4 separate regions of the Mus musculus genome follow, and all the other regions are linked to region 1. Evidence: chromatin contacts called from public HiChIP or PLAC-seq data. All regions are on one chromosome and are shown on one strand. The core of a region is the stretch at or near the end of the contact, and the rest is flanking DNA. Distances in the headings are between cores, read along the strand shown. Region 1 holds the start of Sult4a1 (sulfotransferase family 4A, member 1). Region 2 holds the start of Prr5 (proline rich 5 (renal)). Region 3 holds the start of Ttll1 (tubulin tyrosine ligase-like 1). Region 4 has its middle 12 kb from the start of Gm34201.

The links. HiChIP or PLAC-seq counts read pairs in DNA pulled down with a chosen protein or histone mark.
Region 2: a contact with region 1 is called in an H3K4me3 HiChIP or PLAC-seq map of stem cell-derived neural progenitor cells, with 2.7 times the contacts expected there. The contact joins the promoter of Prr5 here to the promoter of Sult4a1 in region 1. A contact is called at or near these places in 5 of 39 promoter capture datasets (the 3T3-L1 cell line, the HPC-7 cell line, HPC-7-derived erythroid cells and 2 more), 1 of 15 datasets of contacts at CTCF or cohesin (large pre-B cells), 10 of 115 datasets of contacts at active chromatin or transcription factors (embryonic basal ganglia, embryonic forebrain, embryonic hindbrain and 6 more) and 4 of 9 other capture datasets (adipose tissue, embryonic stem cells, liver and 1 more).
Region 3: an H3K4me3 HiChIP or PLAC-seq map of forebrain shows a contact between it and region 1, with 4 times the contacts expected there. The contact joins the promoter of Ttll1 here to the promoter of Sult4a1 in region 1. A contact is called at or near these places in 2 of 115 datasets of contacts at active chromatin or transcription factors (embryonic forebrain and forebrain).
Region 4: a contact with region 1 is called in an H3K4me3 HiChIP or PLAC-seq map of forebrain, with 7 times the contacts expected there. The contact joins the enhancer-like site here to the promoter of Sult4a1 in region 1. A contact is called at or near these places in 8 of 39 promoter capture datasets (cranial neural crest, embryonic stem cells, frontonasal cranial neural crest and 5 more), 2 of 15 datasets of contacts at CTCF or cohesin (hippocampal excitatory neurons and large pre-B cells), 21 of 484 Hi-C or Micro-C datasets (the HL-1 cell line, LSK cells, bone marrow-derived macrophages and 13 more), 12 of 115 datasets of contacts at active chromatin or transcription factors (bone marrow-derived macrophages, craniofacial prominence, embryonic basal ganglia and 8 more) and 2 of 9 other capture datasets (embryonic stem cells and liver).

What each region holds. Positions count from the first base shown.
Region 1 is chr15:84,104,150-84,107,015 of GRCm38.p6, reverse strand. It overlaps Sult4a1 (sulfotransferase family 4A, member 1), which reads left to right and starts at 1,262. Exons shown (of 7, transcript NM_013873.3): 1 at 1,262-1,585. The coding sequence starts at 1,417. Gm46526 (a long non-coding RNA gene) reads right to left here and starts at 2,175. Exons shown (of 2, transcript XR_001781726.2): 1 at 265-2,175.
Region 2 is chr15:84,679,714-84,682,782 of GRCm38.p6, reverse strand. Prr5 (proline rich 5 (renal)) reads right to left here and starts at 1,785. Exons shown (of 8, transcript NM_146061.4): 1 at 1,464-1,785. The coding sequence starts at 1,600.
Region 3 is chr15:83,509,118-83,512,294 of GRCm38.p6, reverse strand. It overlaps Ttll1 (tubulin tyrosine ligase-like 1), which reads left to right and starts at 1,388. Exons shown (of 12, transcript NM_178869.4): 1 at 1,388-1,561.
Region 4 is chr15:84,638,288-84,641,589 of GRCm38.p6, reverse strand. No RefSeq gene overlaps it. Among named protein-coding and RNA genes, the nearest start is that of Gm34201, 12 kb to the right of the region's middle. Within about 2 kb of position 1,584, at least 83 of the 459 cell types and tissues checked have an H3K27ac peak or open chromatin away from gene starts, as enhancers often do. A contact at or near this core is called in brown adipocytes, cerebral cortex, craniofacial prominence and 4 more, where this site is marked.

The DNA of each region.
Region 1 (2,866 bases), core at 13-2,512:
CAGGAGTGAAGCTGAGGTTGTCAGGCTTGGCAGCAAGCGCTTTACCCACTGAACCATCTTGTCAGCTCCAGGATGCATTCTTAGCACCATGAATTCCGGTCTATATGTTCTCTTCTTACTCAGAGGGGCTCTTCCTTGCCTCTTACTCTTCACTTCTCAGGGATCGCACCTGAAACAATGTTACTGGGGCCCAGAGCCCCTTTGTGTCACCCCAACTGCTCCCCCAAGATGCCCTTCAGTGTGGAAAACCAGAAGGTCCCATACCTACTCTCTGTATCCAGACAGGTCTGTGCATCTCCCGTGCTAGAGAGAAAAAGGAGACAGTTTTCTCTGCCCCTTTCTTAGGCTCTCATGTATCCTAAGCTAGCGTCAAATGCACGATGTAGCCGAGGCTGGCCTTGAACTCTTGATCTTCTTGTCTCCACTCTCCAGTTGCTGGGATCACAAGTGTGCCGCAAGCCCAACTTTTGTTTGTCTGTTTCCCTTTTCTCCAGTGCTGGGGAACTGACCCCAGGGCTTCCCGAGAGGGAGGAGCTCTACTCCTAAGGGGTTTCCCAGACCCTTGGGTTCTTGTTAGCTGCTTTCCCCAGATGTGGCTCCTGGAAATAGGATTCCCATTGTCAAGGATGGGACCTGGACAGGTGGCGGGCGCCACCTGGAGGGTCCTCTCTGGGGGATTTCCTGAGGGCGCATCTCTGCTGGGGTCCCCTCTACCTGAGGTCCTTTTTGCCTGGGGGCGGGGATGTCCACTCTTGGGTTCCTCTCTGCCGAGGGTCTTCTCGGCATGGGAGTTTCCTCTCTGGAGGAGGGGGGATCGCCTCTGTTTGGGGTGTCCTCGGGGAGGGGGCCTCTTCTCAGCCTGGAGATTTCTCTGCCAAGCGTCTGGTCTCTGCCTGGAAGGGCCCACTCTGGGGTTTCTATCTGCAAGGGGAATCCTCTGCTGATGGTCTTCTCTGCTTGTGGGGTGGGGGTGGGAGTCCTCTCTGCCTGGAGGTTTTCTGTCTTGGGTTTCTTTTCTTGGGGCCTCTCTGCCGGGGTTCTTCCTGGGGGGAGTTCTCTCTGGCACTTGATTGCAGGCTCTCTAAACGCTGCCTTTGTCAGCCGCGCTCTGATGCGGGCTCTTCCATCTCTGGCATCAGAAGCTTCTGGAGGTGCGGCTTCCCGGACCCCGAGGCTCGCCCTGGGTCTGCGCAGACGCCTCCTTTTTTGCTCTAGGGTGTGGGGACCCTGACCTGCCACGCATGACTGACAGGCAGTGATACGGACCCGACGCACCTTTGCGGCAGGCGCGGGGCCTCGGCAACCGACGTCAGGGGCGCGGCGTGCGTGGGTGCGGCCATGACGTCATGCCCGCGGAGCCCCGCGCCGGCGCCGTGACGTCACGCCCTGGAGCTGCGGGCCGGGCCGGGCGGCGGCATGGCGGAGAGCGAAGCGGAGACCCCGGGCACCCCGGGCGAGTTCGAGAGCAAGTACTTCGAGTTCCATGGCGTGCGGCTGCCGCCCTTCTGCCGCGGGAAGATGGAGGATATCGCCGACTTCCCCGTGCGGCCCAGCGACGTGTGGATCGTCACCTACCCCAAGTCAGGTGAGCCGGGAACCCCACGCCGTACCGGTCGCTCGCGCGGCTGTGTGACCTTGGGCAGGTCGCTCAGCCTCTCTGTGCCCTAGTCCTGTCCGGCTCCCCGTGTGATGAGGGCAGTGGGCGCGCCTCCAGTGTGGGCTCTGTGGGGGATGGGACCGCCCTCCGCTGCCCCTGTATGCTGTTTACAGGCCGACTGTCACCAGGCGGGACCTGGGCACCTGGGTCCCCAGCAGCCGTGTAAGGTAGAGCTTCTAGGCAGAGGATCAGAGAGGGGAGGAGGCTTGTCCAAGGTCACACAGCTGGGCTGAGATCTGAGCCACTCAGTTCTCCAGGCCTGGTGTAGAGATGGCTGTGTGGTGCCTTTTCTGGGGTCTGTAGGACAAGCTCAGCCGGTTCTCCTGTCCCTGTAGGGCGTCCTTGTGACCATTGTCCTGCAGGCTCAGGTAGTTGAGAAGGTGTCCATCACCCCGAGGTATCCAAGCAGGCGGTTACAGGAGAAAATATAAGCAGGGCATCTCCCGGGGTGGAGTCCGGGTTTCCTGGGCAGCTGCCCATCATCCTCACAGAGAGTGGTGGGCGCTCTCAGGGGAGGAGTTGGGGTGCAAAGGCCCTGGGGTCAAGTCCAGGTGTAGGCACTGACCCACCACTGGGCATACAGCCAGCTGGGCTGTCCTGAAAAGGCATGTCAGGAGACAAGCCAGGCTGAGTGAGGCTGCAACCACCCCACAGTCCCACCCCTGGGTCCCTGCTGGCTTTAGCTAGGGTTGCCTTTTGGAGAACTCTCTATGTGCTGGTCATTCCGCTGGGTGCTCCACATCTGGGTTAGTGGCTGTACCTGGTGTTGTCTTTTTTGGTTTAGTGCCTGGGATGAACCCAGGGCCTTGTGGCCCTATGGCTCATGTATGCCCTGCCTCTCAGCTGGGTGCCCAGCCTCAGGGTGGTACTTAAGGAGGCATCATGGCTGTGTCCTCGCTACAAAGGGTATGAATGTGCCCGTGGGTAAAAGAAGATTCTAGTTCCCTCCCTAGACCCTGGAATTGTGGGAGACTTGGTTTTCAGAGCCCTTAGGACCAGGGGGTGTGGCTGGGATTGTAATGGAGTTCCTGGAGGAAAGGGCCAGAGCCTGGGTTACTGAGGAAGGAGCTGGGGAGGGCCTTTGACCCGGGATACCTGAGGGAGTAGCCAGGCTAGAGGCCCAGCTGTGAACTGGGAGGGCTGGCGAGTGTTAGACAAACCCTGTGCAGGAGCCTGGTGGCTTCTGGGGAGCTCCCTGGACACTGCAGA
Region 2 (3,069 bases), core at 536-3,035, 580 kb before region 1:
ACAGTATGGGTTCTGGCCACTTTGGGTGACCCTGAATCTCCCAGCTGGGATGGGGGCATAAAACCTCCCTTGCTGGCTAGGATGGTGAGGACCCTGAACAGGCTGGCCCAGGATTGGAGCACAGAACACAGCCAGAGCCTGACTCCCCAGGCAGGGGACGCCTCCGACCCTTGCAAGCCTCCCCCTCCCAGAGCTCTGGCAAAGAGTAAACCTTCTCACAGCCATGACTGGTGGCACGTGGCGCCATCAAAGCCCTCTGAGCCAGAGGCCCCCAGATGGGGTGAAAGGGTCCCCACAAAATTGCTTCTAGTAACTTCCGAGACACTACTCTCTGAATGTTCCTAGACTTGAGTTCTGAGTTACAGGGTAGACCTACTGTGTGCCAGAACTCATGCTCACAGCCTGATTACACATCTTCACATTTACTCCAACAACAGTCACTCACCCATATTATTAATAAAGAAACTGAGGACCAGAAGTGGAAAACCAACTGCCTAGGGCCACACAACAGAGGAGTGGAGTTGAAATCTGAGCCAAAAGTCAGCATGGCTCCACTAAACCCTGGCCAGAGACAAGGAAGGGGACGAAGAGAGTGGTTGAGCAGTTCTGGGGAAAAGGAGTCTTCCTTCTCTCACAGTTCTGCTCCCAGCCCAATGAGGAGACCGGTGTAGGCCCAGCAGAGAGGGAAACTAAGGTAGGTAGTCTCAGCTCTCAGGCAGGCTGCAGCTTAGTGGAGGAACTTAGGGTCCCTGCTGGCAGCCGGGTGCCCCCCCCCCCCGATTGCTCTCAGACTAGATGAACAGAAGACATGTGTCCAAGTGACAGCCGTGTCCCTAGTGGCAGACCACAGAGGGTGAAGAACCTGGCAGGATTTCTCTGCCAGGTGGAGGGGTGGAGTGGAGAGCCAGCATCCACAAACCTCCCTCAATCCGTGTTTTACTTTGGATGGAAATACTTTTTTTTTTTTTTAATTTTTCCTTAAGGGCCAAGAGGAGACCCACCGGGGAACTATGGCTAAAAGAACTATCTGTGACTGGTTGAGAACACAGCTGGGGGAGGGGCTTCCCACGCCCGGCTGGTCCTGGATGGGCCTCCGGAAGGGTCCGGTAAGGAATGTCTGGCAGCTGGCGCACCCCCGCGGACAGCTGGGAGGCCCGGGGTCCAACTCAGGGAAAGCCACCGCCCACCCCGCGCCGAGGGCCCGACACGCATACAGGAAGTGCAGCGGCGCCCCGCCGGGGGCCCGCGAGGTTCAAGTGCGCCCCTGCGAAGTGGGGGCTCAGAGGCCTCCTGCTCCCCGGCCGCCCACCCACCCACCCACCCCCGGGGAGCGATCGTGGGCTCTAGCCGCTGACACGTTGCACTCACTTCCCTCCCCGCGCACGGCCCGGCGGCGGGGCGAGCTGCGCGCAAAGTGGCGCGGTGCGGTCTCCGGCCACGCCGCTCCGGGCTGCGCGCCTTACCTGTTCCAGGTGGCGTTGGCGCAGGCCCGGCGCTGCTGCGTGCCCCGCTCGTCCGTACCCGCCGCGCCCGGCTCCCTCTTGCCCAGGTCACTGAGGCTGGGCGAACTCATGAACTTCAACCTGCGGAGAGTCCTCATGCTCACCCCGGCCCACACGCGCCCCCGCGTCCCCTACGACGATAGTCGGCGGCTAGCAGCAAGCCCGGCGACCCCGTGGGGTCCCGCCCGGGTCCTGCGCCCCCGCCCGGGGCAGCACTCCCAGCGCGGGGCCCTGTGAACCATGGCTCGCGGCGGCTCAGCGTGGAGCGCTCGGAGCGCAAAAGCAGGCCGGGGGCGGGGCCTCCAGCCTGGGCGGGGCCATAGTGGGCGTGGTCTCCTGTTGGGAGGGCGGGGCCGGCGTCTTGGAGCCCTCTGCGGCCAAAGGGCCAGCTCAAGGGGCTGGCTCCTTTGCTCTCAGCCACCTCCCTTCTTCCCTTCGGAAGCCACCACACAGGAGCCACAGAGCAGTTCAATCCCAACTGTCCACCCGGCACCCAACCAACCCTGTGGTCACACACACACCATGCACAGGGACTCATAGGCTCCCATTAACGTCTCTTGAACTCACTCCCTCTCCAGACACCCATCCCAGGAGGAAAGGCTGTGCCCACAGAGATCTATCCAGACCCCTTCACGTGGACACAGGCTCCGCCCACTGCGGATCAAAGCTTTCTGCCGGGTGCCTCAGCCATCAGCCCCACCCCACCTGAGTTTAGCATGACCAGGCTGTCCTAGAGCCTTTTCTCGGGGGAGGGGCCAGGGACTAGGGTCCTCTCAGGCCGGTACCTTGGATGATTGACTGGCCAGAGGGGTTGTTGCACCGAGAGTTGAAGGAATGGAGGACAGTGGCACCCCCTGAATCCCAGATCCCCTTGTATGGTAGAAGTCAGAGTGTCTCCTCAATCCTGGTGACTTAGGCACAAGGCAAAATGATCCTAGGACAGGACAGCCCTGGGGCATTGAGGCAAATTTGAATTCTACCTGCTGGGAATGTTGTGGGGGCACCCAGGGCAAAATAATCTCTCCCGGGTTCTGCCACCAGAACATGGCAGGCTGGACCAAGGCTCACGAACACACAGTGCCCCTGACACCCCAGCTCCTGACACACAGCCTCCTTCAAGCAAGATCTGGGAGTCCCACTCGTTTTGCCTGCCACTTCCAAGCACAGCCCCAGGTGACTTGCAGGAGAGTAGAGTCATGGTTCAACTCCCACCATCAGCATTTCCTAACCAGCCACTGTGTACTGGACACCCCCACATGCCTGTCTTAGGAGGCAAGGATCAAACAGACAACTCCTTGTTCGCAAGAACTCTCACAGAGCCGAAGGCCACTCAACCTATTGTGAAATGGCAGCCAGGGCAGGGAAGGGCTGGGCTGCTCCTACCTCCTTCATTCAGTCAATGGCCCCAGTGAGGACCTGACTTGGGGGTCAACAGCAGATGAATTTTCCAGTCTCCAAACAACAGGCACCAGCTTTCTGAACCAAGTCAAGGAACCCAGGTCTGGGAGGATGCGGCATTCAGGTGGGGGTGTAGAAACTGCTCACTCAGGTGTACAGTGGTGGTCAG
Region 3 (3,177 bases), core at 139-2,638, 590 kb after region 1:
GGCTACACAGAGAAACCCTGTCTCAAACAAACAAACAAAACAAAACAAAAAACAAACAAACAAAACAAAACATACCGTCTGGACAAATGCTTCAAATCCTTTGGGAGGGCCCCTTGTTGTCACTACATGCCGAATGAAATGTTCACATTACATTACAACTTCAGAAACACGAGTTAATCGTCATCTCTGATTTCTGGATGGCAAAGTGGAGTGTCAGTAGGAGACAATGGCTAACCCTGCCCCGCACCTGCTTGGCCTCCAGATGCCTAGCTCAGTCTGTCATCTTGTATCCTGTCTTTTTTTTTTTTTTTTTTGGACTTAATTTTCATTTTTAAATTTTATTCGTGTGTGTGTGTGTGTGTGTGTGTGTATGTTTAGCCTACACATATTTCAATGCACCATATGCGCAGTTAACAGAAGGTTGTGAGCCACTATGTGGGTGCTGGGTATTGCCCTTCTTTGGAAGAGAAGTCAGTGCTCTTAACTGCCAAGCCATCTCTCCAGTCCTATTTTTATGTTTTTATCATGCGTGTGTGCACGAATGTTTTTTACATGTGTGCAGGGGCCCATGGAGGCCATTGGCTTCCGGTTTCTGATCCCGAGTTGGAGTTACATGCAGGTGGTTGTGGGGAGCCTGGCATGGGTGCTGGGAACTGAACGTGGGTCCTATGCAATAACACAGCACGTTTTTTTAAACCTCTGAGCCAATTTCCAGATTCTTTTTTTTTTTGGTTTGTTGGTTTTTTTTTTTTTGGTTTGTTTTTTGTTTTTGTTTTTCGAGACAGGGTTTCTCTGTGTAGCCCTGGCTGTCCCGGAACTCACTCTGTAGACCAGGCTGGCTTCGAACTCAGAAATCCGCCTGCTTCTGCCTCCCAAGTGCTGGGATTAAAGGCATGCGCCACCACTACCCGGCTTCACTAATTTCTTAATAACATTTATTGTGTGTGGGCGTGGGGAGGGGGTGCGTTCAACATGGCACACGAGTGGAGATCAAAAGACTACTTGTAGGTATCTGTTCTCTCCATCCATCACATATGTAGGTCCCGGGAGTCGAACTGAGCTGATAAGGCTTGGCTGCAAGCACCTTTATCCGCTGGCCCTGGCCCTTACAACTCTCATTTCTGGCCCTGAAGGGTGCGCGGATAGGATACCTTGCGCTTTCTAGCCTCTAAGCGGTGGATAGATAACTCGCAGAAAAATACCGAGGCAGGAAAGAAGGTGTCACAACCATGGACAGAAAAAATAATCAGGAAGCAGTAGCGCCAGCGGTTTTCGCGTTCTCGGTTGCTAGGACACCTCTCCGGAAGTGGAGTGAGCAAGGCGGACTGGTTGCAGTAGAGAGGACGGGCGGGCGGGGTCTTGTGCGCCGTGGGCGTGGCCGCGCGTGGAGATTGCGCACGCGCAGGCGGGCTTGCCCGTGAAGGATCCGGGCGGTTTAGCTTCTGCTACCCAGTCCGTGTCTCCGCTGCTCAACGTCGTTTTCTCTGTTGATATCCTGGGACTTGCCTTGTGCCTTCAACTGCTGTAATTGCATCATTATCTTTCTTACCGGCTATTCTAGGTAGGCTTTCAGTGCATCCACAGCCTGTATTGTTTGAGGTGGCATCTGTTGGGGGAGGTTGGGGGGCGCCGCACCTGTACGGGGAGCTCAAGGCTGCTCTACTTGCTCCTCTGCAAGACTGCACCGACCCGAGATGTTGCCCTCTTTGTTAGGAGGGGGATCTGGGAGTTGTGGTCCTCTGTGGAGCCCGGGCGGGGTGGGGTGGGGGGGGGGTGTTGCAGGGACTGCGTCCTCAACTGGACGCAGGAAGTATAGCCTTGCAAACCAAGTTGGTCTTGGTAAAACAGGCTTTGTTTGGGAAACACTTAATGAGCATAAAACAGTGATGTCATATGGCGGCACAAAAAGAGAAGCCCTGCTGTGCTGTCAATGAATGGGAGATACTAGTAGACAGCCACTTTAGGTCATGGCACTGTCTACCTACAGTGGTGTGGAGAGGAGTGGAGGTCATGGATGTGCAGTATTATATACTATTTTCTTTATTTAAATAGTCTTCATTATTTAATTTTTAATTATGTGTATATGTTTGTGTCTCAGTGCGCGGGGGTGGGGGTGGGGGTGCACGTGAGTGTAAGTGCTGGTGGAAGCCAGAAGAGGGCGTATGGGAGCTCCTTGGAGCTGGAATTATATACAGAAGGTTGTGTGCTGAGTGCTGAGGACCAAACTTATGTCCTCCGCAAGAGCAGGACTGGGTCTTACAGCTGAGCCATCTCTCCAGCCATTTAGGTCTTATTTTCTTAGAGATAGCTTCCCCCCGCCCCTTTCATTGAAAGCTTGTTGGAAAAGAATATAGATACTGGGAATCCTGGTGTCGTCGTGACGTCACTGACCCTGATTTGTAAAAATGTCAAAGTGTGGGAAGCAGGGACCTTGCTTTCTGAGGCTGGACACAGAAGGGTGATGAGACTCTGGTGAGTTCTCATCTTGCTGTTCCTAGGAAGGCTGCCTTGACTCCTGTCTGCGGCTGTGATCACAGCAGAGGTTGAAGCTCTTTGGAGTACTCCAACAAGCAAGTGTTCTGAGCTGCCCATCTTCCCCCGAGTCGCATTCTGCATGTTCCTAGGAAGCCAGGTCTTTATAGGTGATTGTTGCTGGTTTCTCCACCATGGAGGGCTGGGCTTCCTCTCATTCACTGACTGGCTTGAGTAGCACTTATCTGCTCCTCCACAGAGGGAATTTATTTGGGGGTTTCATGTAGCTCCGGGCTGGCCTGGAATTCCCTATGTAGCTGAGGATGACCTTAGATTTTTGATCCCCTTGCCTCTGTTTCCCAAGCACTGGGATTGCAAGCCAGTGCCACCATGCAGGACTCCACTTATTTTTTATCATTATGTATATGTGGACACACTTGTACTACGTATGGCCCATGGATGTCAGACGATAACGTTGTAGATTTGGTTCCCACCTTTATGTGCCTTCCAGGAATCAAACTCTGGGCACCAAACTTGCAAGACAACCCCTTTTACCTGCTTAACCATCTTGCCAACCTATTTTATTTTAATTTTTTTTTAGTTGTTGTTGTTTTTAAGATAGGGTCTCTCTGTGGAGTCCTAGAGCTCACTAGGTAGACCATGCTGTCCTGGAACTCATGGAGATCTGCCTGCCTCTGCCTCCCC
Region 4 (3,302 bases), core at 335-2,834, 530 kb before region 1:
GCATCTGCCTGACTCAGGCTGGCTTGGATGTCTGGAGTGGCTGTGGGCTCTGGGTGCTGACTGTAAGAGATGGATATCGGCTCAAGACCCCCCAAGATCAAGTTCTCAGCACAAAGGAGATGTAGTTGCCCCAGAGAGACAAAGTGCAGGGAATAAGAGTCAAAGACAGGACATGAGGGAGAAGGGGGAGGGGACAAGGGAGAAGGGGGAGGGGACAAGGGAGAAGGGGGAGTGGACAAGGGAGAGAGGGCAAGGGCATTTGTCCCAGAGTCGAGAGGCACAGGTCTGCCTCTGGATAGTGAGAAGGCAGACGTGGCCCTTAGGCAAATGGCAGTTTATGAAGATAAAAGGGGGAAACCCTGCGTTAGGATGCAGTGTTTAATTTTGATTAGGCAGGTTAACTAGGTGAGCCAAAGCTTTCGATTGCTGGATGTCAATACTTTGATAGCTGGACCTTGGTAGTCAGTCAGCCTCAGGACAAGTAGACAAATAAGCGAATAGACTTTGGTGGCCAGCTTTAGGAATGCGAGGCAGAGGGCATGGGAGAGAAGGGCAAGGCCTGACAGAACTATGTGTGGCGTGCTCCGGCTGGCTAGAGTCCCTTCTCTGTCTGCAAGGGGCTCTGACAAGGGTCTGGTTGTGCACATTGGTACAGTTCTCTAGGTTTTGACTCACAGCCCAGGCTGGCTTGAGCTTGCAGTCTTCTGTTTCAGCCTCCACAGCAGTGGGGTTACTGGATATATGCCACCATGCTCAATTCCCCTGGACGCTATTATAGAGTCCTTCCAGTTCACTGTTGCCGGTGTTCAGGAGTGGTGTTCTGGGCCAGAGATAGTGCTGAGGTAAAAGGCATAAGCCACCCACTCAATGCAAAGATTGTTAAAAAAAAAACGATTTTAATTTTATGTGCATTGGTGTTTTGCCTGCATGCCTGTCCGTCTGGGGGTATCAGATCTTCCAGAACTGGAGTTATGGATGGTTGTGAGCTGACATGTGGGTCCTGGGATTTGAACCCTGGTCCTGTGGAAGGACAGTCAGTGTTCTGAACCGCTGAGCCTTCTCTCTATCTAGCCCTTGATGCCGAGATTTTAGAACGTCAACATCAAGCCCAGTTTGTGGCTCACAATTAGAACCAGAAAATAGGTTCTCCTCAGTGCAGTGAATGCAGTGTGCCAGTGCTGACTCCCCTCAGGGTCCTCACAGCAAGTTGACAAAAGTGTGTGTGTGTGTGTGTGTGTGTGAGAGAGAGAGAGAGAGAGAGAGAGAGAGAGAGAGAGAGAGAGAGAGAGAGTGCCTGTCTGTCTCCAAGCCCAGCCTAGTCCTCACCCATGGGGGCATGTCCATATCTAGCTGAAGAATGACTATTGAGGAACACAAATGAATGACAGAGGCTCCCTGGTGTCCCCTCCCTGGTGTGTCTCTCCCTGGTGTCCCCTCTCTGGAGTCCCCTCCCTGGTGTCTCCTCCCTGGTGTCCCCTCCCTGGTGTCCCCTCCTTGGTGTCTCCTCCCTGATGTCTCCCTCCTGGTGTCCCCTCCCTGGTGTCCCCTCTCTGGAGTCCCATCCTTCGTTCCTCAGCCACAGCTGGCAGAAGCTCAAAGACTGAGCAGTGTCCACTGGCCAGCTGCACTCTGACCCTTGCTCTCCTGAGTGGCCTCTCAGCCCATCTGGAAGCAGAAGGGCCTGCCCCCAGGGCCCCAAGCCTCCAAAGTGGGAACAGATATCTCCAGTCACTTAGACTGTGAGGAAGCCCAGGCCCCTATCTCTCCTCAGCCTCCAAGCCAAGCAGTTCTGGGAGGGGACAGTTAATTTGAAAAATGTTTCCATGGTTGAATGGAAACTTCTGCTGGGCAAAGGGAAGAAAGGAATTGTTAACGAACTACAGAAGCCCAGGGCCTTTCATCTTCAGTTCTTGGAAGAGCCAGACTGTTCTGGCCTGGAACAGCGTGTTCTCCCAAATAGCCCAGGCACAGCCAGCCAGGGAGCACGGGCTTTGGAAGATGACCACAGAGTGGCCATCACCAACCATCCCGGATGTGCACATGTCCTGTCTTGTGACCCTCTTTTGTGTGCTCATTTAAAGAGGGTCCAGAAGCTGGGACTGCACTTTGGACCCGGGTCCCTGGGAATTCTAACCACACAGGGTTTACCCTGAAAGCGAGCCTCAGACAGCTCAGAGGAACTTAGCCGTTTAGGTCAGGGACGAACGCCATAGAGGAAGAATCAGCCAGGCAGGGCCTGGTAGAGGTTCACCCTGGGTCTCTGGCAGCAGCTTAAATGTCTGCATTTTCTGGAGGCCCATCTGGCTGCAGAGTTCAGGAAGTCAGAGGACCGAGTGGGGCTCAGGGAACTTCTGGGATGTGGGAAGAGGTTTACACTGTCTACTGGAGCACAGCTCATAACTGCAGGAAGGCATACTCACACTCAAAGTTCATCTTGAAGTTAGAAATGCCAATGCTGAATAGAATGCATGGGGGGGGGTGTGGGCATGTGTGTATGTGTGTGTGGCTGTGTGTGTATGTGTGTGTGTCTATGTGTGTGTTAGGGTGTGTGTGTGTGTGTCTGTGTGTGTTAGGGTGTGTGTGTGTGTCTGTGTGTGTGTCAGGGTGTGTGTGTCTGTGTGTATTAGGGTGTGTGTGTGGCTATGTGTGTTAGGGTGTGTGTCTGTGTGTGTTAGGGTGTGTGTGTGTCTGTGTGTGTGTTAGGGTGTGTGTGTGTGGCTGTATGTGTTAGGGTGTGTGTGTGTGTGGCTGTGTGTGTTAAGGTGTGTGTGTGTGTGTTAGGGTATGTGTGTGTGTCTGTGTGTTAGGGTATGTGTGTGTGTGTGAAGTTAGGGATGTGGGTGAAGCATTGGCTTTTGTCTTATGTTTCTCTCCCTGGTTGTGACAAGATACCAGACAGTAGCTGCTTAAGAAGGAGGGGTTTGTTCTGCCTCACAGTTTGAGACACAGGGGGTGTTGCAGGCCTTGGGTCACACTGTGAGCTCAGCCAGGAAGCAGAGAGACATGTGACCTTTTCCTCTTTCAGTCTGAGATGCCAGCACACAAAGGCTTCTGCTGCCTGTTAAGGGTGGGCCTTCTCATTTCAGTTAAACTTCTCTGAAAACACACACACACACACACACACACACACACACTTTCCCCACAACTTCTTCACCCTCACATACACACACATGCATACATGCACACACAGAAACATAAACACACGCGCGCACACACACACACACAGACACACACAGACACACTCGGAGATGGTCTCCCAGGAGATTCTAAATCCTGTCAGGCTAACTATAAAAATGAATCCT